2 separate regions of the Gossypium arboreum genome follow, and region 1 is linked to region 2. A link is a contact called in public Hi-C data. All regions are on one chromosome and are shown on one strand. Each heading gives the region's core, a stretch centred on a gene start, on an enhancer-like site or on the middle of the called end of the contact. The rest is flanking DNA. Distances are from core to core; before and after follow the strand shown. Region 1 holds the start of LOC108466591. Region 2 holds the start of LOC108462371 (60S ribosomal protein L17-2-like).

Region 1 (5,333 bases), core at 2,080-4,579, 270 kb before region 2:
TTAGTAACAAACTATTTAGAACTCTACATCAATAGTTGATCAAGTAAAACAATTAGATCTAGGCTAAAGGAACTCGCATAGTCGAAACAAGGCATAGGAGAAACTGGTACATGAACTTAGGAGTAGATTTAGATTTAATTCAATTTATTTGGTCATTATTATTATCATTTCACTTCCAAATTAACACTACTAATTCATAGATTGATTAGATTAGTTGTTACTTTCGGTAATTAACTTAATAGCAGTTTTCCCAAACTAAAATTCCTAAGGTACAATCATTGGAATACTTACCAAGTGTTTTGTTGTAAACAAACTATATTACAATCTGACCCATAAACTTGCAAACACAATCTTAATTCATATCTTCTAGTTGTAATATTAACACTCTGAACATTAGTACATCTGAAGGCGGTCAGCCTACCAAAGGCTACACAAACAGATCTCCTCATCTCCATCACCTCATATCAATTCATATCATATCATACATATCAGAAGCAGATGGTAGTGGCTTAAGTATGAAGAATGATGCTTACTTTATATCACAAACAAATTAAACTTAAACTAAAGACTTTGGATAACCATTATCCACACTACACCATACAACATCTGTCATCCATTACAAATGAGGAATACTTACCTTACATGAATTATAAAATAAAGAAAAGTACAACACATGGAAATAAAAAGGAACTTACCAGAAATTGTAGCACAAATCCATAAAGTAGGTTTTTTGTCTTTATCACTTGGACCTTCATTAACTTCTTAAGCTAAAATAAAGATAATTAATCATATCAGATCATTAATTGATCAAATCTGATCATGCATGCAAAAATCAACAACGCTCAATCCAGAATTAAAAAGTTTCTTTCCTCACACGTTATTCTAACATCTATGCATGCAGAACGAGAAACATGTAAATAACTTAGAGGGTAACCTAGGGCATCAGTAATTACCAGTGAGCTGGTACTAACGTAGAAGTTAGCTGAATACTGTGAACCTTACTTCAAACTGGTTTTCTAAACTTAGGTTTTTAAATATTTTTTAGAGGAAATCAAGGAACAAGAAGAAAACATAAGAGTATTTAGAAAGACCACTGCTATCCTTATATACTTAAGCTTGGAGACAAAGATTAATGGAAAATTAGATAATTCCACTAACAATAATTTAAATATTATCATAAAATTAGATAATTCAGGTTTCTTGGTTCCCGTGATTAAGTGCACTTAACATAATTTAAGTATTATTATCAACAGTAGTCTAGTTCCTTTCTAACTAAATCTCAACTTAGCTAACCAAATTACCATACTTAAATACTAAACATTTGGGTTGGGTGAATACTTAACAGAAGAGTTCGCCAAATCACAGAGCTCGCCAAACTAAGAGTTCTCCAAATGGTGCATTACACATAATTATATACTTAGCCAAGACAAACATTTTACTTGCTCATATATATCCTTATTTTTCCAACTATACGCCAAATAGTAACCAGATGCAGAGACTTCGTCGAGTAAGCTAATACAGTAGGTGGAAAAACTTAATAATATAGTAGATAGTCTCTGAGGTCACCCCCTGAAGACACTTGGCTATCCCATACTTGATGTAAAAAGGAGAAGCATAGGACGATAAGGGCATATTCCTATTGTTTTGAAAACCATCTTGAAGACACTTTTGAAAGTGATCTCAAGAGGGATCACCAATATCCCCTTCCAGTTTATCATTTTATGCTCGCATGAACCCCCAAGGACATCTTGTAAATGCGGGTGGTAATAGCATTTCCTAGTAGAATGGCGTGTCCACTCAATAGGAAAATCAATTGTCCTCTCAAACTTCAACTCTATGAAGATGTACTTGTTGTAGTCCACATTCATTGTTACCTCTTTGCCATAAAACAAGTTCTCTATCTAGGGAGAAGTTGTTCAAGAGGCAATCAAACAACCCAAGAAGCCTCTCTTCATTCATTTCCCGTAAGAAATACATATATCGAAACAATCGATGGGACTTCCATACTCATTGGTTATTTTGTTTCAACTTCTAAATGAAAGGAATTTTGATTTACATTACATACTAAAAATGCAAAGATACATTAAGAACAGGGGCGAAGCTAGAAAATTTTTTTAGGGGGCGAAATTAAATTGTAATTTTTATGATAGTAAAAATACAATTTCACCATTTGAATAATTTATATTTTTATAATTTTTAAATGATTAAATTAAAATTTTATCATTTTTAGGGGGGCAAAGTGTAATTTTACCTTTACTAATTTAAAATTTTAAAAATTTTAAAGGCCCTAAATAGAAAATTTTCTATTTTAGGGGGGATCGGGGCCCCTACCAGCCCCCTGAATTTGCCCCTAATCAAGACACAACACAAACTCATAAACAAAAAGTTTTTATTCCCTTCCATCTTTTAATTTTCAAAGTTTATTCTGTAAAGAATTACTGCAAAAATTCCTTATAGAACTTGATACTTTTGTTATTCCCCCACTCAATGTTCGATGAATTATTTTCATCAATACAAAATATTAACAATCATTAGATTTTATTGTATCATCGAAATTCATTTACCATTATTTCTTTTATAAACTGAAATATAAACGGGATGAATACAACTGTTCCATAAGTACATCTTTATCCAATGGAACTCATGAAAAAAAACAAAATATGGTGAAGAATATCATGTAGGATACTTAGTCTGTGAATTTGGCAGTTTGTTGCATGTTTCATTTCAGTAGAATTTTGTCAAACGAAAGGATTTAATGTTTGCACGGACAAATGCAACCGCCCGAAAGAGACAAGACATGCAAGAAAACCATCGGATTCTTCATCATAACTAAAGTCGCAAACAATTAATTTCTGGTGGACCTCAGCCTTCATCATTGTAGCCCAATATTAGGTCAGCTCACAAATAGTTAATTACGCTAACACTTGCTTTTGCTTTTCTCTTCTCTTCTCTTTTCTTTTTGTTAATGCCACAAACCACTAAGTTTGTATAGTATTAGAATTTGTATTATTAATTGTAACCAGTCTACTAGGTTTGAATTTTTTTTTTCTTTGATAGAGAAAAAGAACAATGTTAAATAATTCAAAACACTAAAACTTTCGAGTGTGGAGTTTAAAACTTAAATGAAGCAAGCAAGTGTCGAATTTTTTAGCTTTTGTGTTCTACGCTTCTATTTTGACATACAGTATATATACTGAATGTTGAATACAAAGTTAAAATAAAATAATAATAATAATAATAATAATAATAAGAGAACGGTGAGAAAATTTTGAATGGGGAAAAGGAAAATTTTAATAAATGGAAAAGAGGAATATAATGGAGCCGAGCAGACTTTTAATGCTTTTCCAGAAGTATAGCAAGAAAGAGAAGATACCAATCAAACAAAGATAAACAGTATGCAAAGTAGTAAATAAAGGGGTCATTGAATATGGACCCATGCCTGCAAGTGCCATTACTTTGCTCTCAAGACCAATCAACTCCCAAGTCCCCCCTTACAATTTGGTTGAGTGAATGAATTCAAGCTTAAAGCTTAATATTAAAACCCATTTCCTTGTTTCCTTGCATCGAAGGAAACAGCTTAGTTAAAGTGCTCTCTTTTGTCTCATGATTGAGTAGAGGAAGAGAAAAAAAAAAGACATGGGGAATTGTGTTACAGTTTACAAGAATAAAGATCCTGCAGACATTGATCTTAGTGCCCGAATTCAATCACCCATTAAGGAGAACAATGTTAGAAGGGAGCCCTCAATTGTTGGATACGATTCCAGGCTTCAGCCTTCATCTATGGAACAAGAAACTAGTTTACAAGAGATGGGTATGTTTCTAACTTGCCTTTCTTCATTCCTTTATCATCATGGGTTACCCTCACTTCAGGTTTTAAATTACTGCATTTGTTTGATCTCATTTGTCAGATATATATAAAATAAAAGTTGGAAACTCTATTTGTTCTTGGGTCATTGGACTGACTGCAATCTGCTTGATTGATCGGGACAGTCCTTTACTATTTCGCTCAGAACCCTTTGGCTTTGGACCACTCACATTAGCCAAATTAGATATTTTGGTGTTTTTTCTCATTACAAACAAGGGAAACAGTGTTTATTCATGGCATCTTCCTATTTTTGTGTCTTTTTTCAGAGTTGAAAGTTACTGTCCTAACAGCTAACCAAGAAATAGAGGAGTGATATGAAGTTGAGAATCCCAAGTCCTCACCTACTTGTCCCTTTGCTCTTAAGTAAATACTCAAACAAGATTATCTTATGTAAATCATCTCTAATTTTGTCAGCAACTATAGTATGTTCTGTGATCTTTCAGTCAAATGGCCCTTTTTTTTCTTATTGTATACGTTATCACTGGAATATCAAATATTCTCCTGCAGGCACATGTTCCTAGAATAATGAACTATTTGAGGTTTACTCATTTTACAAGATATGCTGATGTATGAAGCAAAGTGTAATGGCATGATTAATCAAAAACCTAATTCAGTGCTGCATGATTAATCATGCATGCAATGGCAATTTCTTTGCAGGATTCAAGATGGTGTGGATATTTTGCTCCATAAATGCATTATGTAAAATTGGGTCATGTTTAGCATGTGTAATTAAGTGTGCCTATAATTTCTCTCCAGGTAACACAGAGGAGAGCTTTTTTGATTCACAACCTTCGTTAGAATCTGACTTTGAAGATTTCTTCAGTGCCAATGGTGGTGAGAGTCTCCCCTAACTATGTTTCCCCTCTATAGTTGAATCAAACATTGCATATGGATATGAAGTATGATCCTCAAAATATATGAAAAAACTACACACGCTCGTGTCAGACACTCACATTGGACTCTCACAGTCCGAGTAACATAGTGGCGGCAGGGTTTTTGTAAGTGGTTTTGAGTTGGAGTAATGCTTGTTTTCATACAGATTCCGCCTCTTCTTCGGGGAACAGTCCAAACCACCAGAAAAGCAACCATTCGATGGAGGGTGCGGTGGATGCACATGGGGAGTCTCCAACTGATACAAAGAAGCAACTAATCGAGTTATTTCGTGAGAGCTTGGATAGTGATGATGATGGAAACTCAGCTGCTGGAAGTAGTAAAGCGACACCATACAGGAGACACCTCCCAAGGAAAGACGTGAAAGCAGCGGAGTCTGCGCAGTGCTGCCTTCCAAGTTTGGTGCGGAACATGAGCTTTGGTGAAAGAAAGAAACGGCTACCAAGCCCTGCTGCCCAATATTAATGGATGGGTTGGATTTGGTAAGGTAAGCTACATATTTACTTTGTATAAATCTCTTCACAAGTTATCAAGATTAGCATGTTTGAAAAAGGTACAATCTTAAACAAACACTAGT
Region 2 (6,006 bases), core at 2,282-4,781:
TTTTTTTTGATTAAATTATAATGATAATCAATTTGTGCGGATTTAATCCTACTTTTATTTACTCAAAATTTGATCCTTTTGCTACTGTTAACATTATTTAAAAATTAAGTATAATTACAAATTTAACTCTTCAACCTTTACTTTTATGACCCCAACTTCTTTTTCTTATAAATATTAAAAAGTTTAAAAGATATTAAAATTTTAAAAGATTAAAGACTAGTCAAAAAATTTCTCAAATGTGTCAACAATATAAAGATAGGAAAAAAAGGAGTAAGTGTATAATATTGATTCAGATGATGGACAACCTATTTGGCATAAAACATGAAAATTTATTTTGAGTTTCCAAGTGACGAAGACAAGACATGGCCAATCAAAGTAAAGGCAAGCAAGAAAACAAAATCCTATATTATATCTCTAAGATATAAAATACCCCAAGACCTGGAGAGGCAAGTGCTTCGCCAGCTTGTCAGTTGCAAGTATACTATATCTCTTAACATACATCAAAGTTACTTAGATTTAGTGAAAAATGGGTTCATCACAATATCATTTACTAGATTCATTAATACTAAATTTCTTATGATTTTTTATAATATTTAAATGAGAATTGCAGCTTAAATTCTTGTAGAAATGATTAATAGCAAGTTTTGTTTTTTTTTTTTTTTTCATCTCTAATTTGTTGACACATTTGAGAAAGTCCGATAAATTTTAAGTTTTTTTTATATAATTAAAACATAAAAATAAAAGTTAAATTGACAAAAATTGTAAAATTGAGAAACTAAATTTGTAATTTTACCTATTTTTAATAAAATTAATAGAAAAAGCTAACAGAAGGACTGGAAATGAGTAAATAAAAAGAGAGAGACCAATTTTGAACAAATTAAAATAAAATAAAATAACTAAATCTGCACAAATCCACAGGTACGGGGACTAACTTCAAAATTTAACCTTCCATTTTCTTTCCTCGAATTTGTGGTGTAAAAGCAAAAACATACCACAAGCAAGAAAATTAATTTGCGTATAAATAATTAAATGACCAAATTTTATTTATTTTTTGGTGAAATCTAAATGACCAATTTTCATAAAACTTGTGCAAAACCTCAATATTTTATTTAAGAGTCTATCTCGCGAATCAAACTTAAATGAGCAAATCTAATTGTCGACTAAATTATAGTAAATATACATTAAATATCAAATTTAGGCTTTCCTCTATCAGGGAGAAGATTATATAAATTTCTTTTATTCATAAATTCTAAATCTTCTTTTTTTCATTTACTTTTTATGGGCGGAACAAATAGCCAGTAAAAGAGTTTCGAATTTATCAGCAAACAATTTTTTCCAAGCTGATCTTAGACTCATTGCCAACAGAAAGTAGTCTAACTTTTGGAAATCCATGGCTAAATCTTGAGAGAAGTAAGCAACCACCTTTTGCAATTTTAATCCCTTTTTCCCTAATTATGGTTTATGGCAATGAACACTCATCATTATTTTCCTCAACAAAATAACTTCATATAAAATCATGGATTAAAACAAAAATCTCCAACATGAATCTCAGATCAATAACATTTGACTAAACAAGGTTTCAAAAGACATCTAACAACTCTTTCTACTTTGAATAAACATCAAAACTACTTACTCGCAGAGTAAGACAGAAATCATTTCCCAGATACAACTTCCTTCATCGACTAAAATTTCAATCTTTTGCTGACCGTCTACACAGATACTTGGGACTTCTTCGACTTGCTAGCTGCCAACTGAGTCTCAGGCTGAAAGAACAACATATTTTCAACAAAACAACACGATAGCAGCATAGTTTCCATTCATTAAGGAGATTTTAAGTTTAGTTATAAATTACCTCTTTCTTAACGGGCTCTTCCTTCTCCGACAAAATTAACTCGATGTGGCAAGGAGAAGACATGTAAGCTGCCAAAACAACCATCTTATTAACATAGAAGGATAAAATACACTACAAACAATTACAAGTTCATGGTTCTAAGTCATACGATTGATTCTTCCATGGGCACGGTATGTACGACGCCTTTGTTTCTGAGCCTGGTTAACTTGGATGTGAGAAATATAGAGTGCATCCACATCCAAACCCTTGACCTGACAAGTTAGTTTCAATTTGTTACAAACGGAAACTAAAAAAACCAAGTAACAGCAAAATGCCAAAAAACCAAAAGAGTAAGCATACCTCGGCATTGCTCTCAGCATTCTTCAGCAAATCTAGAATGAATTTGGCAGATTTTACAGGCCAGCGACCTTGTCCGTTAGAATGCCTGTTCTTTGCCTGAGCTGTACGTCCAACACCACCACAGAAGCGTCTGAAGGGTACGGCCTGTTTGTGAGCCATAACATCCTCCAAATACCTCTTAGCCTTACCCAAAGGCAACTTCCTGATAGCAAACGCAGTCTCCCTTGTGTTCTATCGAGCAATAATAGGGTGTGAGACTCAGTGATGACCGCCAGCTAATTAAAAACATCACCAAATGGGCAACAGAATATCAACAAACGCCAAGACACCCCAAAGAACAATCGAACACAATCCCGTGCCATATCTAATCCAAAAGCTAGTCTTCCCAAAGCACTACAAAATGAGGCATCATTTACTGAGCCTTCATTCACCAAGAAGATCCAGAGGTTCACCCCATAACAATGCAAGTAATTTTCCTGAAGTTTACGAGAGCCTCACTCAAAAAAGGCAACAAGACCCTGCTTTTTCCAACAGATTTAGGAATCCTAATACTACGCTGAAAAAGAAAATATCTAACAGCATAAACAATACATCCTAAAAATATAACCAAAAATAACCTAAAGATCCTCCCCCAAACAAGCATGAAAATAAAAAAGAGCCGTACAGCAGCTGCTTAGATGCTACAATTATTCGCTAACGACAATAATAGGACTGGTTATGCATTCAAGAAAACGGCAGCACCAATCTATTCATTAGTTTCACATGATTTATCGTATCTTTAACCGTATAGAACAGACAAAGGTTCTTAAACAACAAGCAAATCAATGCCCGTAACTTTATGTCAAGAATCAGATCAAAATATATCAAAATTAGAATGTAATACCTTGAAATGAACCCTGAGATCAGAGCCCCTTGCCTTGCAGGCTGCACAAAAACAACACAAACCATCATCAGTTTCCCACATTTAAAAATAAAAAAAAGGCACAAAGAGAAAGTAAAATGCTCAAAAATAAAGGAACAAGTGGGACTTTACACTTGGTGGGATTATCTGACTCCTTCGAATACTTCACCTGAAAAAAAAAACGATTCAAAGAAAAATCGAGTTTAGTGCTACATTATTTCATAAAAAGAAATTAAAATATAAACCAAGAAAAATGAGTACCATGGCTGCGAACTGGTTGCCTAAGCTGCTTCTGCCGCCTAAAAGAGGAAGTAAAAGAATGGGGAAGGTATAAGAATATATAGGAATCTGATTCTAGGGTTTTTAAGTGCTTTCTTTAGAGGGCTCGAGTTTACGAGTGCCCAGTTCAAGACCTAGGTTTTGAAGCTTTTACAGACCCAATAGGCCCAAAATATTTCTCTATGACTAATTTCTAATCTCATAAACAAATTTATATAATTTTACTTTATATTTTTAATCGATTGAGTATTAGTTCAGTTGACATTGGTATTATTGTTAGTGTAAGAAGATGCTAGTTCAAGTGCACTGGAGTGTTATCCTCTTTTTTAAGGGTTAAAGAGGAACTATGGATAGTTCTAAACATTATATCCAATAATAAAGACTAGAAATAGTGATGCTACACTCATATGAAATGAAGTAAATCAAAAAATATCTAATAAAATTATTTAAAATAATACATATAATTAACATATATAACTTGTTTTTTAATCAAATATAATGTTAATACAAATATTTCTAATCATTATTAAAGTATTTGTATAAACTATAAAAAGGATTAATATATTTAATTCAATTTTTATTTTTTAATAGTCAACAACTTCATAATAGTTAATAGATAATACATGATGAATATAATTATAATATAATAGATTATATTATATAAATTTATTATTTCTAAAATGTTATCTATGAAATCAAAAAATCAATTTAAAATTTTATGGCTTAATTATAAGTTAATGAACTAGATTTTAATTAAATTAAATTATTAACCTACTTAAATAGACAACAATTACTAATTTAAAATTTAAATAAATTAATTTAAAATTTTATATAACTATTCCTTCATACATATATACATTTAATATAATTTTATTCACAAACTATTTAACGTTAAAAAACTTTCTTATAACGAATTTTATCAAAAATCAATTTAAAACTTTAGAATTTAATGGCTTAATTATAAGAACTCTATATTATTTTTATTAAATTGATTATGAACACACTTAAATAGAGAACAATTACTAATTTAAAATTTAAATAAACTAAATAAAATTTTATATTTAAATTTATTCATTTTGAAGTAGATTAAATATGTATAAATATATATATATATATATATATATATATATATAACGTGAACTCTATTTTTAAATATAAATTAATCTAAATTTAAATAAAATAATAAAATGACTTATTTTGGTCTTTCAGTTTTAATAATTAAGATGGTGTTCACACTTATATATAAAAAAAATTAAAAATTAGATAGATATACATATAGATATCAAAATACAACTTCTCTTTTTCTTTTTTGGGTACATTTAAGAAAAGCACAAAAAAAAGTAGTGCGGGAAGATGGATGCAAATACATTAGAGCTTGTGGTTACACAACACAAACTCAATGTGTAACTTTTGAGGCATTGGAGAGATGAACAAGGAGTCTTTTGACACAGATGTCTCTGCCCTTCCCAATCACCCTTATCACTGCAACAATATCAAAATGAACATTCTCTAGAACTCATGGATGGTTGTCCATATTATCTCGGAGACAAGATTATAAAACTTTGGGGAATCTAATAGCATCTCTTTCACATTGATTCAAGCCACTTTTAAAACCCTTCAACGATCATACCTCTCTCTCTCTCTCTCTCTTCGGCTTCAGTTTTGGTGCTTCCCAATCGCCATCGTCTTCCTCTTCTACTGCTTTGAGATTACGTGTCCTTTTCAGTCCAACGCTGTTTCCTTGCATAGGAACCCATAAAGAGATTTCTTAATTTACTTGCAAAAGGCAGGTTTTTTCGGGAATAGTAAGTCTAAGCATGGGATCATTTAGTACTCAAGGAGCCACGAATGCAGGTGCTCCACTGATGAATATGTTAATGAACATAAAAACCTCTAGAAAAGAAGCTTATCGATTATTCATCTAATTGTGAAGTACAGTATTAGGACATGTGCTTTGTATAAGGTTAGGGAGTTTGGTGGTTGGGATAACCGATGAAGCCATGAAGAAACCCTCATGCGACATTCATTGTACTATTATCTAACTGTGACATATGATAGAAAAAGTAAAACTTGCATTCTCTTTAATACACTTAGAAGCCGCTTACTAATTTGGATTGATGAAAGGCAGCATACCTTTCTTGTCGGTTAAGATCATCATTTAAAAGAATTCTGAGAAATTTTTACACATATATATAAGAAAACTGTATGGGTGTTGTTTTGAGATACGATGATGCACCATCCAAGAATGTGGTTCGAGATTCGGGGTTTAAATTTAGTTCAAAGTTTAAGATTTAAGATTCATATTTAAGGTTCGGGGCTTAAGGTTTAAGATTCAAGATTTTAAGGTTATGGGTAAAAAAATTAGTAAAATTATGTATTAATCATGGAAAAATTACTGAAATATTATTAAATAATTAGAAAAGAATCATAATGATTAAATAATTGGAAAAGGACTATAAATGATGTGGTGAGAAGGGTCCATAAAATAGTTTCTCCAATCTATTATAAAATGCATAGATGATCTGCTTTAAATATACTATTATTTGATAAACTGGTGATGGAGTTTTTTAACTCCACAAGCGGACTTAAGAAACCTTCATGTTTCTTATTTATTTAATTTTTTTTAGTATATCAA

The links. A called contact is a pair of places that touch in the nucleus more often than the background predicts.
Region 1: a Hi-C map of leaf shows a contact between it and region 2, with 4 times the contacts expected there. The contact joins the promoter of LOC108466591 here to the promoter of LOC108462371 in region 2. A contact is called at or near these places in 2 of 5 Hi-C or Micro-C datasets (both in leaf).

What each region holds. Positions count from the first base shown.
Region 1 is chr2:66,309,912-66,315,244 of ASM2569848v2, reverse strand. It overlaps LOC108466591, which reads left to right and starts at 3,329. Exons shown (of 3, transcript XM_017766974.2): 1 at 3,329-3,811; 2 at 4,622-4,699; 3 at 4,905-5,333. The coding sequence starts at 3,637. The coding sequence ends at 5,221.
Region 2 is chr2:66,037,136-66,043,141 of ASM2569848v2, reverse strand. It overlaps LOC108462371 (60S ribosomal protein L17-2-like), which reads right to left and starts at 3,531. Exons shown (of 7, transcript XM_017762328.2): 1 at 3,354-3,531; 2 at 3,225-3,261; 3 at 3,075-3,115; 4 at 2,192-2,422; 5 at 2,001-2,103; 6 at 1,853-1,920; 7 at 1,482-1,763. The coding sequence starts at 3,356. The coding sequence ends at 1,710. It overlaps LOC128289566 (small nucleolar RNA snoR74), which reads right to left and starts at 2,719; the gene lies at 2,590-2,719.